Regions from separate parts of the Rattus norvegicus genome. Here region 2 is linked to region 1. Evidence: chromatin contacts called from public Hi-C data. All regions are on one chromosome and are shown on one strand. Each heading gives the region's core, a stretch centred on a gene start, on an enhancer-like site or on the middle of the called end of the contact. The rest is flanking DNA. Distances are from core to core; before and after follow the strand shown.

Evidence for each region. Hi-C and Micro-C count contacts between places; a contact is called where the count stands out from the background.
Region 2: a contact with region 1 is called in a Hi-C map of liver, with 13 times the contacts expected there. The contact joins two enhancer-like sites. A contact is called at or near these places in 5 of 12 Hi-C or Micro-C datasets (frontal cortex, hepatocytes, kidney and 2 more).

Annotation. Positions count from the first base shown.
Region 1 is chr16:85,019,296-85,025,740 of GRCr8, reverse strand. It overlaps LOC134482538 (a long non-coding RNA gene), which reads right to left. Exons shown (of 2, transcript XR_010058774.1): 2 at 6,198-6,445. Among named protein-coding and RNA genes, the nearest start is that of Col4a1, 140 kb to the right of the region's middle. Within about 2 kb of position 3,395, at least 40 of the 93 cell types and tissues checked have an H3K27ac peak or open chromatin away from gene starts, as enhancers often do. A contact at or near this core is called in hepatocytes, kidney and liver, where this site is marked.
Region 2 is chr16:85,099,266-85,105,710 of GRCr8, reverse strand. No RefSeq gene overlaps it. Among named protein-coding and RNA genes, the nearest start is that of Irs2, 88 kb to the left of the region's middle. Within about 2 kb of position 3,325, at least 8 of the 93 cell types and tissues checked have an H3K27ac peak or open chromatin away from gene starts, as enhancers often do. A contact at or near this core is called in hepatocytes, kidney and liver, where this site is marked.

The DNA.
Region 1 (6,445 bases), core at 2,146-4,645:
ACGTACTTTCACACGATGTGTTGTGTGCAGACCCCCAGGGGAACATCTTGCTTAAAGCTGATACAGATATCTGGGTCTCTCCCAGACTGCTGACTCAGTGGGTCCACGCTGGGCCTCCATTTATCTCTGACCAGATGCTGCTGCTGCTGGTGGCCAGGCTGCCACATTTGGGGAATACTTCAGCCAGACTGTAGCAATGCCTTCAGGGAGCAGGAAACAGCCTGACCTCTGGAGCTGCAAGGAACTGGGGTTCATGGGTCAAGTCCCCAGGCCCACTCTTGCTAGGGAAACAGGAATAGGAGCTCCTGAACACAGGATGCCCAGACCATCACCCACTGGAAACCTCCCTGAAGTTGGTGACCCTTATTTGTCCTTCTCAGAGTGTGAACCAGTGCCTCAGAGGGTGACCAGGTGCCTCAGAGGGTGACCAGATGCCTCAGAGCCTCCCATGCCCTTTCAGCATGCCCTACATCCCTGGGTCCCGACCATCTTTTTAACAGTGCCTAAGACATGACAGTTGCTACCACCCCCAAAGTCTCAGCCCCCCAGTACATATTGTTTTAAATTAATCTTGCCCAATGAGATGAAAATGATATGAATGGGAAGTCCACACAGAGGACCCTTGAGCCCCCAGAACTTGGGACCTTGATATCGCTCAGGCCTGTGTGATTAGCCCCTGCTGTCATCTGGGGTATCTCTGTTCTTTGATGTGACATTTTAAACTACAGGACAGGATCCCCAGGGTAGAAAGTGTATGCAATATTGTCTGCCACCCTCTCGGGACAAGGGGCAGGAAGGATACAGAATACCATCCACTCTCCTCAAGACACAGCCTGTGTGGCATTTATTCTCAGGACACCAGCCAAGAGTGGCTGGCAGTAACTGGTGCAAAGTAACCGTGTGTAGAAGAGTCTCCCTCATGTGACATAAGAGGCAGAGGTATGAGTCATCTGAGCTCAAGGCCCATATTCAGCTTGGGGACACTCTCTGCTCCTTTTTTAAGACCTAACCTTTCAGTCCTTGAGGTTCTGTACTTGGTCTCTTCATTTAGCAAGTAGTATATCCAGTATGTCACACAGCTGCACAAATCTCCAGGGACTGTGGCACATGGGGTCTCCTTTATCCTGGAAAATAGACATGTCAACTGTTTCTCCAGAACAAGCGAGTCTTGGAACAAGTCTTGTTAGCTAACAGTAGGCTCTCACTCCAGGAGTTTTTCTCACGAGCTGGAGCCTCATGGTCATGACCATAGTTCAGAGGTGTAGGAATGAGGTTCGAAACCAGCTTTGGTGGCTTCTCTGAGGGCTTTGAAAAAGTCCCAGGAACCCAGGCCTTTCTGCTGCTTGTCCGCACGGTCTTGCATTCTGCAAGGCTGTGGATGTGTAGGGCCCAGTAAGGAGCAGCCAGGATTCTTACCTTGCTGTGTGTTGAGCAGCATGGCGAGAGTCTGTGAGGACCTGTGGTGGGTACTGAGCTGGATGCCGATACAGAAGACAGGTCCTCCTCAGGTTCAAGGGGACAGATGGCAGGTCTATGGCAGGGAGAGCCTGTTTGCTAATGTGGTGAGGGTGGTGGGTGACAGAGCTGGGATTCTTGACTCACTCTGTCTTAGGAGCTGCTTTAAACTTCTGGGACAGTTTATCAATTCCCTGTTAGCTCCTCTCTTTCCTTCCCCATGCACAGAGGTGACATGGGGCACTAAGAATTGGCATTTCATGTTTTCATCAGTCAAGGACTTACTGCTTTGTCACAAGGTTTGGGGACCCTTCTCCTCTCCTCACAAGTATTCCCAGAAGCAACAGGGCCCACAGATGAAGGCAGTGACGATGCCACACTCCCTGTGAAGTGATTATTCAGGGGAGAGAAGTGAAGGCTGGAGGGGACAGGTGGCAGTTTTGCTCACGGCCCCCAGGCTGTGGCAGGGTGAGCTCCAGGGGTCTAACTGCAGGTAGAGCTGGGATTTTTCTGGGTTCTCTTTTGTGTTTGGGAGAGCCCTTCAGCATGAGCAGTGAAAGAGTGTACCCCAAAAGCACATGCTGATGCTGGGGGGCTGGCTTTTACATTTCAGTCCAAGGAGCCTAATGGGGTTGCTGACCTCATCCTTGAGACTTGAAGGCCATAGGCCAGCCAGAAGGCCTCCGAGGTTAGGCCAGGTCTAGGCCCAGGAACCAGGAAAGATTTGACAAGAGGAGAGAGAGCTTCCTGGTGGAACTACAGAACCAACAGTAGAACAACCAGTCTGCGAGAGAATGGTGCGTCCTACCCAAACCCATCTTCAGAGTCTTGCTATAATCTAGAAGAAATACCGAGTCTGTGGGCTTGAGTCTGAGTTGATCTTAAGGTAGGGCTCACGGGCCTGAGCAGCAGATGGAGCAGAGGCAAGGACTCCCCCCGGACTGCACTTCCAATGAGCTTGGGACCAGCAGTGGATGGTGGGAGGATAGCTCAGCCTGAGGTTTACGTCTTCACAGCTATCGTTTACTCAGAGAAAATTGAACGGTATTTAGTAACAGACTTCGGGAGCACAAAAACCTCTCAGCCTCACAAAGGAAGCCCTGCTAGGTGAATTACACCACCAAAATGGCGTGTTCAAGTCCTACCCCAGAAGCCTATGGACAGCAGCTTAGCCGGCTCCTCACAGGGACTCCCGTTTCTGCAGCTATGACAACTTAGAACAAGACAAGATTTTGAGGGCCTAGCCAGAGCCAGGATCCATGTAAAGAGAGGGTGGTGTGGGCACACAAACGGAAAGAGTAACATGGATCACGGGGCTAGGACTGGAGTGCCACAACTGGATCCAAAACTGCTAGAAGCAGGAGAGACCTTCCTACGAGCTGCGGGATCACTCAGCCTGCACACATCAACATGCAGAACTAGAAGGGAAGAGACTCCGGTGGTTCTGAGCCCTGAGGACTCTGAGACGGTGAATATATAACCTTCACTTTCTGGGTGAGCGCAGTGAGATCAGAACTGGACACTCGGGGTTGGGGATTTAGCTCAATGGTAGAGCGCTTGCCTAGCAAGCACAAGGCCCTGGGTTCGGTCCCCAGCTCCGAAAAAAAGAACAACAACAAAAAAAAAAGAACTGGACACTCAGCAGGGAGGTGGGAAGCGGCCAGAGGCCAAGCCTCACTCTGTCCGGCTTCCCAGAGATTCCGCTCACATGCCCCTCTTTGAGGTCCTCTACGCCCTGCGATGGGAATCACTTCTGCAGGACCCGCCCACAGACCTCCAAGGAGCAGCTGGGAGAAGAGGCACCGGAGGCTCCCAGGCTGCTGAGCCTTCGGTCACATGCTGCTGGCAGCCGCGGGCTCACGTGGGTGCCAAGTGCTCCATTGAGCCGTTGGCATGCCTGGCATCCTGGTTGCTCTCTGTGGACGCGGGTGAGTCACAGAGAGAGCGTCATTAACTGCTCGCGTCAGGGCCACACCAAGGCATCAGACCCAGGACACAGGAGCCCCTAATATAGACACATGCAAGTAGTTCTTGTCAGCAGCTCAAGCCCGGGGATCACCCTGGGAAGTCATGTGCGCTCCCTTGTCACCCACCCAGTGTGCCAAGGTGTCCTTTACAGGACACCACAGAAACCAAAACTGGCGCTGTGGCAGGGAGCCCAGGGCTGTCCTTTCCTACAACTGTAGCCAAAGAACACGGGTGGGGGTGAAGAGGCAGAGGCAGGGACTGGCACTGAGGGGTGGGGGATGTGGGAGCTGGTGCTCGTGTGTGTGTGTGTGTGTGTGTGTGTGTGTGTGTGTGTGTGTGTGTGCGCGCGCGCGCGCGCGCGCGCGCGTGTTTATGGGTGGATCCAGGTAATGGCTGCTCGACAGGAACCACAAGGAAAGCAGGAATGGGCCAACCAGGAGATGACCTGACCTTTCTGTTCAGGTTCAGGGCTGGTACCCTGGGAAAGGAGAGTGTCTCAGGCTGAGCCACTTTGTGTGGAGTGTGCTGCCCCCTAGGGGACAAACAGCCAGGGCGCTTAGGAACTAGAAATGAACCCCAGTTGCCCTTGGGTGATTTGAGGCTCTAGGCTTCAACCAGGAAGGGTAAATGGGGTGCGGTGCAGAGGATGCAGTTCTGTGGGGAGATTGGGGTACAGCAGTAGCATGTAGGGTACAGGAAAAGGGGATGGGGTGTAAGGACAGAAAGAGCACAGGAAGGGGAATGGGGTGCGGGAGGAAGGATCGGGTGCATAGAGGATGGGGTTCAGGGAGGATGAAGGACAGGGAGATTATGCAATGGGGAGATTATGGGATGCTGGGGATAACTGGGTTCAGTGGACGATGGGGTACAAGGAAGAGGATGGGGTGCGGGCTGGAGGCAGTTTCTGGGCCGCGATGGAAAGAGGCAATAGTACCTTGACTCTGCCCACAATAGATGACCTTTTGTGCCGTCCAACCCAAACTACCACTGACTGGACCCTGTAACTCTAGGTGCTTTGTGGCTCTGCATGCTAAAGAGACTTGGGTGGTCTGACCCCTGATCTCTGTGAACTTCATGGGAGATGGGGGATGGATTTACCTGTTCTGCATCATAAGTGGTCTTGAAAAACAGAACACTTGTCACATTGAAGGTAAATTTCCTTTTGTGGCATTTCCTCAAGTGGTAAGGCTATAACTACTGGGTCAGGTGTGGCTCTTGACCTGCCAAGAAGAGCAGCCACTCTGGGGCTGCCAGGGGCTAAGAAATAGCTTTTCCATCAGGGCTCCCAGAAGGAATCGTCCTTTGATAATGACTGGCTCAACCTAGTGAGACCCATGCCAAACGCCTGACCTCCAGAAAAGGGACGAGTCTCACTAGTAAGGTAGCAGTCACTTGTGGCTCATTATTGCAAAAAGGTACCAAGGGAGAACGTCTTCATTCCACACTTCTGGGAGTGAAGAGGCTTGTAGACAGGAGGGAGACACGGGGAAAGACAGACAGACCAACCATAGGTGCCAGCCTAAGTTATCAGTAATCACAGAGGTGTGCCAAATTAAACTCCTCCCAGCTTATCTCCTCTTGACTGCAGCACGTGCCTGCAGTCTTGCGTCCAATTAGCCAGTGATCCCTTGTTTAGATATTCTTGGGGAGGAAAGGGTTTATTCCCCTCTTATAATTGTAGTTCATTATAGAGGGAAGCCAGGGCAGGAACTCAAGGCAAGAAGTGAAGCCTTAGAGAAATGCTGCTCATTGGCTGGCTCTCCATAGCCTGCTCAGCCTGCTTTTAAAAAAAAAAAAAATGCAACCCATTACTATCAGCCCAGGGTCAGCGCTTACCCACAGCGAGCTGGGCTCTCCCACTTGAATCATTAATTAATAGATCGCCCCACAGGCGATCTGATGGGGGCGTTTTATCAATTGATGTTGACATGATGACTTTCAAGATGACCCCAGCTTGTGGCCAACTGACAGAAAACTGACCTGCACAAGTGAATTACAAAAACTAAAGGGCAGAGGAGGGCGCTCATTAGGAACGGAAGGAGTGTAAGAGGAGTGAACACGTTTAAGTATTTCGCGAATGTATCTAAAGTTATTTGAAAAGCAATTTTTAAAAAGGAAAACAGACAAACAAGAAGAGGAAAACAGAGGCGATTCTCTACAGGGTGGAGTTTGGAGACCTCCAGGTTAATGAAGTTGATGAAGACCTGAGTACCTTTACGTGGTTTTTCCTTTGAGCATCCCTACACTCTTTCTGGGAAGAAGAAACTAGGCATGACAAAAGCTGAGAGACCCAGAAGTATTCATGTCAGCCATCTTTATGGCGTAAGATAAACACACCCCAGAATGCTCCAACCTTTCACTACGTCTCCATTCCCCGAGCGAGGCGTATCCAGCAACACATCTGCCATCTTTCTTTCCTGAACTAGGACCTTGAAGTGAGCATGCTCAATACTGCGCATCTCAAACTGCGCATGCTCAGGACTGTGCCTGCCGCACACTGTTCTCCTAGACGAGTTGTGTCCGCTCCGGAAGTTTCCAGTATTCCATTGTTGGGAAGGAGACTGATTTGGCAATGACTCCATTCCTCTCTTTCCTTGCTGGAGCCAGGGAGAGGGGAATGAATCCTCTCGCCATAACTTCTTGTATAAGCTTGGTTTGGCTTTGCCCTCACCAAGAGGAACACTGTCGGTTTAGTTATAAATGCAGCACGCCCCCCGCACACATTTTGTGCAAACTTTTCTCCAGAAATAGCGAGAGGAAAGAATAAAAGCATGCGATTTTTATCTCCTTTTATGTGCATTCAAAAATACCAGGAGCCCATGAACAATTAATCAGATATTTCCTGGGGCCGCGGGGAAGAAGCTTGTGGAGGAGGTGGGTAAATATGGAAGAGGAGCGTGCTTTCACAATGTGCCTTTTTGATGTATTTTTGAACCCTGTGAATATGTTACCTATTCAAAAAATTATTAATTTTTTTTTTAAAAAAATAACAGGTTAAACAAGTTTCTCCAGACCAGACCCG
Region 2 (6,445 bases), core at 2,076-4,575, 80 kb before region 1:
CTAAAGAAGATGCCCATAAGAAGGCATCAAAACAAAAACAAGCTTCCTCCTGGCTTCATAGCTTGGATCGAAAAGCCAATTCTCTAATATTCGCCATCCTATAAACATCCTCAACCTTCGGACTACATCACACCAACCTCAGAGTTAGCTGGATGATTATTTAAAATGCAGGTGTAGATTGGTCCATTGTCTGGATCCAGTAAGACAGCGTGGGAAGTACCCAGTTCAGTACCTCAAACCATAGCATCTATTCTTGATGTCCGCCTACAGACTTAAGAAGAGGGTCCTCACAGATGGACTCGCAGATGGTCAAGGACTGAGCTGGCTGTCTGTGAGGTGACATTCCCATGGTTCTGCTCCACTCCCCTCCTTCTGTATCTGAGGGCACCTCTACCTGGGCATCTTCTTATGGGGATGTTAATAAGCACCAGACACAAATCCATTCTTGAGCTTGCTGGTGTTTTGGTGTCTATATCCCATTGTCTGAGAGAGCCAAAGTTTAGCCCCATGTTGAGGGAGCGGTGAATTTCAACTAGTAGACCATCTTCCTCAGACACTCATGTCCACAGATGAGAAACAAGGTGTCCAAACCTTCCCCCAGTTAATCCTTTAATTAAATCTTTACTTAGGAAATAGAAGTTGGGGCAATGGAGGGCATTCTGTATGGGCCATGGGAAGAGGTGGCCCATGCTGGTCAGAGAGAGACTTAGACAGTGAACTTGGGGATTCTAGACACCGGGAAATGGACAAGCAAGCATAGCCTCCATTGTCAAGGGGTTGCAGGTGTTAAGGGCCAGGAAGCTAGAGCATGAGCTATGAAGCTGCATGACATCATCACACATTGGAAATGTTTTAGTGCACTAACAGTATATAGCATTAGAGGTGATCAATGTGTTGGGAAGGCCACTTATATCTTTCTGTAGTAGATCAGCCTTGAATATGACCTTGAACAAAAGAGACAGAGAAGACACAGTTCCACCAATGAAGACACAAAGCCTGAGGAAGTCACCTCTAATCCCCAAGTGGACCTTTCTAATTCAGACAAGAAATTGTGAAGTCACCCTAGTCGAAAATAGCTTAGGGACACCTAAAGCCCACAGGTAAAAGGTAGACACAGATTCCCCAGAAGAACCCAGGGAAGTCATGTGGGTAGCATTTACATGCATCTGTGTTACCCACATTATCTGCCTACCATCTTTCTGTCCGTCTATCTCTGTTATCTAGAACTTTGAATGTAATTATGCAGGTCTGTATCCGTACGCTGTCTACACACTCGCTTACTGTCCATATGCATGCCAGTCCTCATCAATGTGTTCATTATAATGGCTGAAAATAAAGGTGTCAATTGGGAGAGCATTCAGTCTTAAAGACCAAGTCTTGTGGAATTCAAGTGGCTAGGTGAATACCAGTTAAGCCCAATGATAGTCCAGGCATGTGTGGAACCAAGAGCACCACTCTGTAGTGAAGGGTTACAGCTGAGCCTAGCCTAGTACTACTGTTGAATTCTTACAGAGTTAGCAGTGCCAACAAGACCAGTTATATTCTGAGGCTCGTTTGTCTTGTACCATTTGTATGGACAGTTTCCTGTCGTAGCATTGAGAAGCCCAGGAGAAATCTGAGAAATGTGGGTTAAGAACATCCGAGTTAGACAGTATTTCCGTGAAAAACAGGAGCAGTAGGTTACAGTATGGGCATATGGGTGGGTGAGTGCCATGCATGGATGGATGGATAGATGGGTGGATGGATGGGAGGATGGATGGATGAGTGGGTGGGTGGGTGGGTGGATGGATGGATGGATGATTGAATGGGTAGATGGGTGGGTGGATGGATGGATGGACAGGTGGGTGGACGGAGGGATGGGTGGGTGGGTGAATGGATGGATGGATGAGTGGGTGGGTGGATGGATGGATGAATGGACAGGTGGGTGGACGGGGGGATGGGTGGGTGGGTGAATGGATGGATGGATGAGTGGGTGGGTGGGTGGATGGATGGATGGATGGATGGATGGATGGATGGATGGATGGATGGACAGGTGGGTGGACGGGGGGATGGGTGGATGGATGAGTGGGTGGGTGGGTGGATGGATGGATGGATGGATGGATGGATGGATGGACAGGTGGGTGGACGGGGGGATGGGTGGATGGATGAGTGGGTGGGTGAGTGCCATGCATGGATGGATGGATGGACAGTTGGATGGATGGGAGGAAGGGTGGGGGGACGGATGGATGAATGAGTGGGTGGATGGATGGATGGATGGTAAATGTATAGATGGAGGGATGGGTAGAAGGATGGATGGATGGACAGTTGGATGGATGGACAGATGGATGGATGGGCAGGTGATGGATAATCGATAACAAATAAGGGACAGATTATAGATAATAGATAATGATGATAGAAAGATGATAAATGAGAGATGAGAGATGGAATTGATAGATAAATGATAGATAATAAATAGATTGATTGATTTATGACAGATAGACATGATTGATATATAGATAATAGGTAGATTGATGATAGATGTGACTGATAGGCAGATAATAGATAATAGGTAGGTAATGGATAGATGATTGGTAGAAGATAGATAGATGATGATAGAAAGATAGACAGACAGGTAGACAGATAGGAGAGATTATGGAGGCAAAGAGATGGAAGAGGGTGTCTATGAGTCAGTCTGAAGCCAGTGTTCTTCCCACTCAAGAATCCTCACTGCTAATGCCAAACCTTCTGGTCATCAGATGAACTTCTCTGTGTGACAGAGGGTCCTCTGCTCTACTCACTGATGCTATGGTGTTGATTATGAATGGTCACCACATCACAGCAGTGTCTACTCCACCACTCAGGGATGGTGATTGACAAGACCGCAGCGCGCACACACACACTGAAACAGCTCAGAATCACATGAGCTTTGAACCTAGGCAGACTGGGGCGACTCTGCTAAGCAGGCTGGGCCAGGGATAGCCTTCCACCTCACTTTCCTCCTCTGTAGCATGGGAAGAATAAAAATACCACTAAGAACAGGTGCTGAAGGAGTTAAGTGTGTACTCAGAGACCACAGGGTTTTGTTACCACCCCTTTGAGCATAGGAGGTGGCAAAGCAAAGAAAATGGGGTGAGGCTGAGAGTCGGGAGAGGGCTCTGAGAGTCAGAACAGAGTTCTGGGGGATGACCCCTTTTTTAAAAGCAAGGGGCCCTGGGCTGGAGGATGAGACTATCATAGAGATGTCCCTCTGGGACCTGTCCTAGTTTGACACAATTCCACAGACTACAAGCACCCGATTAGGATCAGGAATAGCCACCTCTGCCTGTTTGCTAAGGACAGCACCTCCCCTGGGTGTGCTGTCCATCCTCACAAACAGTACTGAGGTCATGATCTCCTTCCAGCACACTGCCGACACTAAAGGGTGCCATTCAAATCCCTTCCTTTCTAGGAACAAGCTAATGACTTGAAGCAGGGTTTTCCCAAGCTCACGAGCTGGTCCTGTTCTGCTGCCACCCCAGCTGATATGCCTCCAGCAGAATCCACGGAGCAGAGAAACAATAAAACCCAGTGCTTTTACTCCTGAGAGTAAATCACGAGGCACGGAACAGGTACAAATGTCCCCGTGACCTACAGCTCTGACGTGCGTGTGGCTGAGGTCACGGCTGACTGGTTGCCAGAGGTTCCTGGGTGACTGCAGAGATCCTGTATCATTGCTTCGCTGTTATGTAAGGGCCTTGACTTGAAGGGCTGCCTGTGCTCTTGTGAGGACAGTCGCTGTCCTCCCGCACCAGCACTGGGTCACAAGACACAGACCTCCGTGTGTCAGTTTCACATGAGGTCATCTACCAATTTGACCCATGACAGAAATGAAATCTGGCTTTCCTGGAGGACCTCATTTGTTACCCTACCGTTAGCTCTCTGGCTGTTTCATTTGATTACAGGGTAACTGAACTCCTAATAATATCACCAACCAACCACATAAAAAGGGCAGCCATGTGTCTACGGGGCAGCTCAGGGCCTCATGGTTCCCTCCTCTTCTTGTTAGTTGAAAATAATTCTTGAAGGGGTGGAAAAAAAACATTTCAAAAAGAACTTTTCTTTTCCCAGAGATTTGAAGCAGGATGTTATTATGCGTCCTCTATTACATTAGGAGACTTTATTAAAACCATCTTTCTCTAGCCTTTTAAATCTGAGGCATATAGCACAGTTGGCAAGCATACAAATACCTCCATAATGACGAACAGAAATATATACGTGTTTGTAACAGGCACACTATTGTTCTTCTAAAATATGACCCTTTTTCTATACGTTTTTTCCTTCTGGCATCATGGGAAAATAAGCCTTAGATCATTTGGAGATTTATCACCAAACACTTGGAATTCACGGAGCGAAATTGAGACACGGGTTCCCTTTCAGCTTCTAGCCTTCGGTTGTTTGGTTCACGTTGCTTAATTGAAGCCCACATTTGCCAGCCAGGTGCTCCAAAGGGACTGAAATCACTGAATTTACCAAGTGTGATTTCATACTGCATAATGTGCTTTGATGGGCTCTCGTGGGTGCTACAGAAAGCCAGGCAAGCAATAGGCTCCCTGATCTCACAGAAAGTTATATATATTTTCCCACAGCCTTGATCATTTACTGTGCTTTTGATGAGTTCCCGGTGTGCTAAGCACCCGCCTGGTGTAAGTGTATCAGCTATCTGTTGCCTCAGCAATGCTGAGGAACAAACAGGAACGGTCAGTTAAACAAAGCGTTCACTGGATCTCCACCTCTGGGTCTCTGCTGATCTGAGTTCTTGCGAAGCAGTGCAGACCGTCTAGCTGGCTCTTCAGGCCTAGCTGGACTTCCTTGCAAATGAGGGTTTTCAAGGTGATGGCTTGCCTCTGGTGACCTCAGAGAAGAGGACTGAGGTTCAACTCTGCTCCCTTTGCCTTTCCTTTGCTCAGATAAGTTCGCATGGCCAGACAGCATCAGAACAAAGAAAGGCCAACAGACACAGACACCTGCTGGTCTCTCTGTCCTTTGAGATGCTGCTACTCACTGGCTATAGGCAGTCACCTGGCTAAAGTGAGAGAGAGGGTTGCAGGTGAATGGGGAAAAGTTTGACAAGGAGGCAAATGGATGGGTGAAGAGCTGTGTGTGCCTACTACAGTGTGCTCCTAAAGGCTCGTTCTGGAGAACAGTGGGGTGCAATCCCAGAGGAAGAGAAGTGTTACGGACTGAGCATCTAGGAATGTTCCCTGGTGGAGGTCACAAAACCAAATGCACACCAAGACATAAGACATCCCAAGGAATTGCTGCCACACTGTAGCAGTGACCAGCGACACCTGAGGGCAGGGGCTTCACATCTACCTGATCTCTGTTTCCTTCTTCCTATTGTTTGTCAAGCTTTGTACCCCTCAAGAAGAGTTGGCTATCCCCCTCCTGCTTGTATTCTTCCTCCTCCTGTGTGCACAAACACTGCCAGAGTTAACTAATTCCTTCAATGCATTGTGCAATTCTAAAAGAGCACTTTGTAAGTGGAGACAGGATTTCAGCAAGTCCATCCTCTGATACTGAAACTCCAAATCTCTCTAAGAAGTGAATTCCTCCTAGTTTTCTGGGATGACTGACTAACCCTGTGTGTGTCCTGGGTTGTCTGAGAACCAGTTATCAGACCCACTTTCTGTTCTCCCTAAACCTAAAAATAAAGGGGCAATTAAATAAGTTTGCCATCAATAGCAACTGAAATGACCGCGTTGCTAGTTTCCATCTGGTATCCACCAGACACACAGGAGTGTTAGTTAACTTACAGAATGTGGGTTTAAATTCATATGTGTACACACCTGCAAAAGGGAACAGGGGTCATGAGGGGAAAGGGTCTTAAGTGGAGGGAAGGTCAGTAATGGAAAAGCCTGGGGGTGTTTAGGAAGAGGAGGGCAGTGACAGAGGGACTGTGGCAGTGGGAGCAGGGCAGGGGGAATGAATAAGAACAAAGTCTAATGGCTCCCATCCCTTCCCTCCCAACTTTAAGCTTTTTTCCTTTCCCCACTGAGTTTGCTTTGTCTTCCCTGACAACCCTGGGAGTAGAGCCTGCCCTGGTGTATGGTCAACCTAACCAAGGTTACATTGTTAGAGAAAATTGATTCTCTCTGTGGTAGTTCAAATGAGGCTGGTCCCTATAGGCTTATATATTTGAATACTTTCCCCCCAGTTGGTAGAACTGTGTGGGAAGGATTAGGAAGGGTAGCCTTGTTGAAGAAGTTTTGTTACTAGGGGTAAGCTTTGAAGTTTCAAAAGCTCATATCAGGCCCAGTTAGTGTTCTCTCTCTCTCTCTCTCTCTCTCTCTCTGTCTCTGTGTGTCTCTCTCTGTCTCTGTCTCTCTGTCTCTGTCTCTGTCTCTGTCTCTGTCTCTCTCTCTCTCTCTCTCTGTGTGTGTGTGTGTGTGTGTGTGTGTGTGTGTGTGTGTGATGTTTATGGACCAGA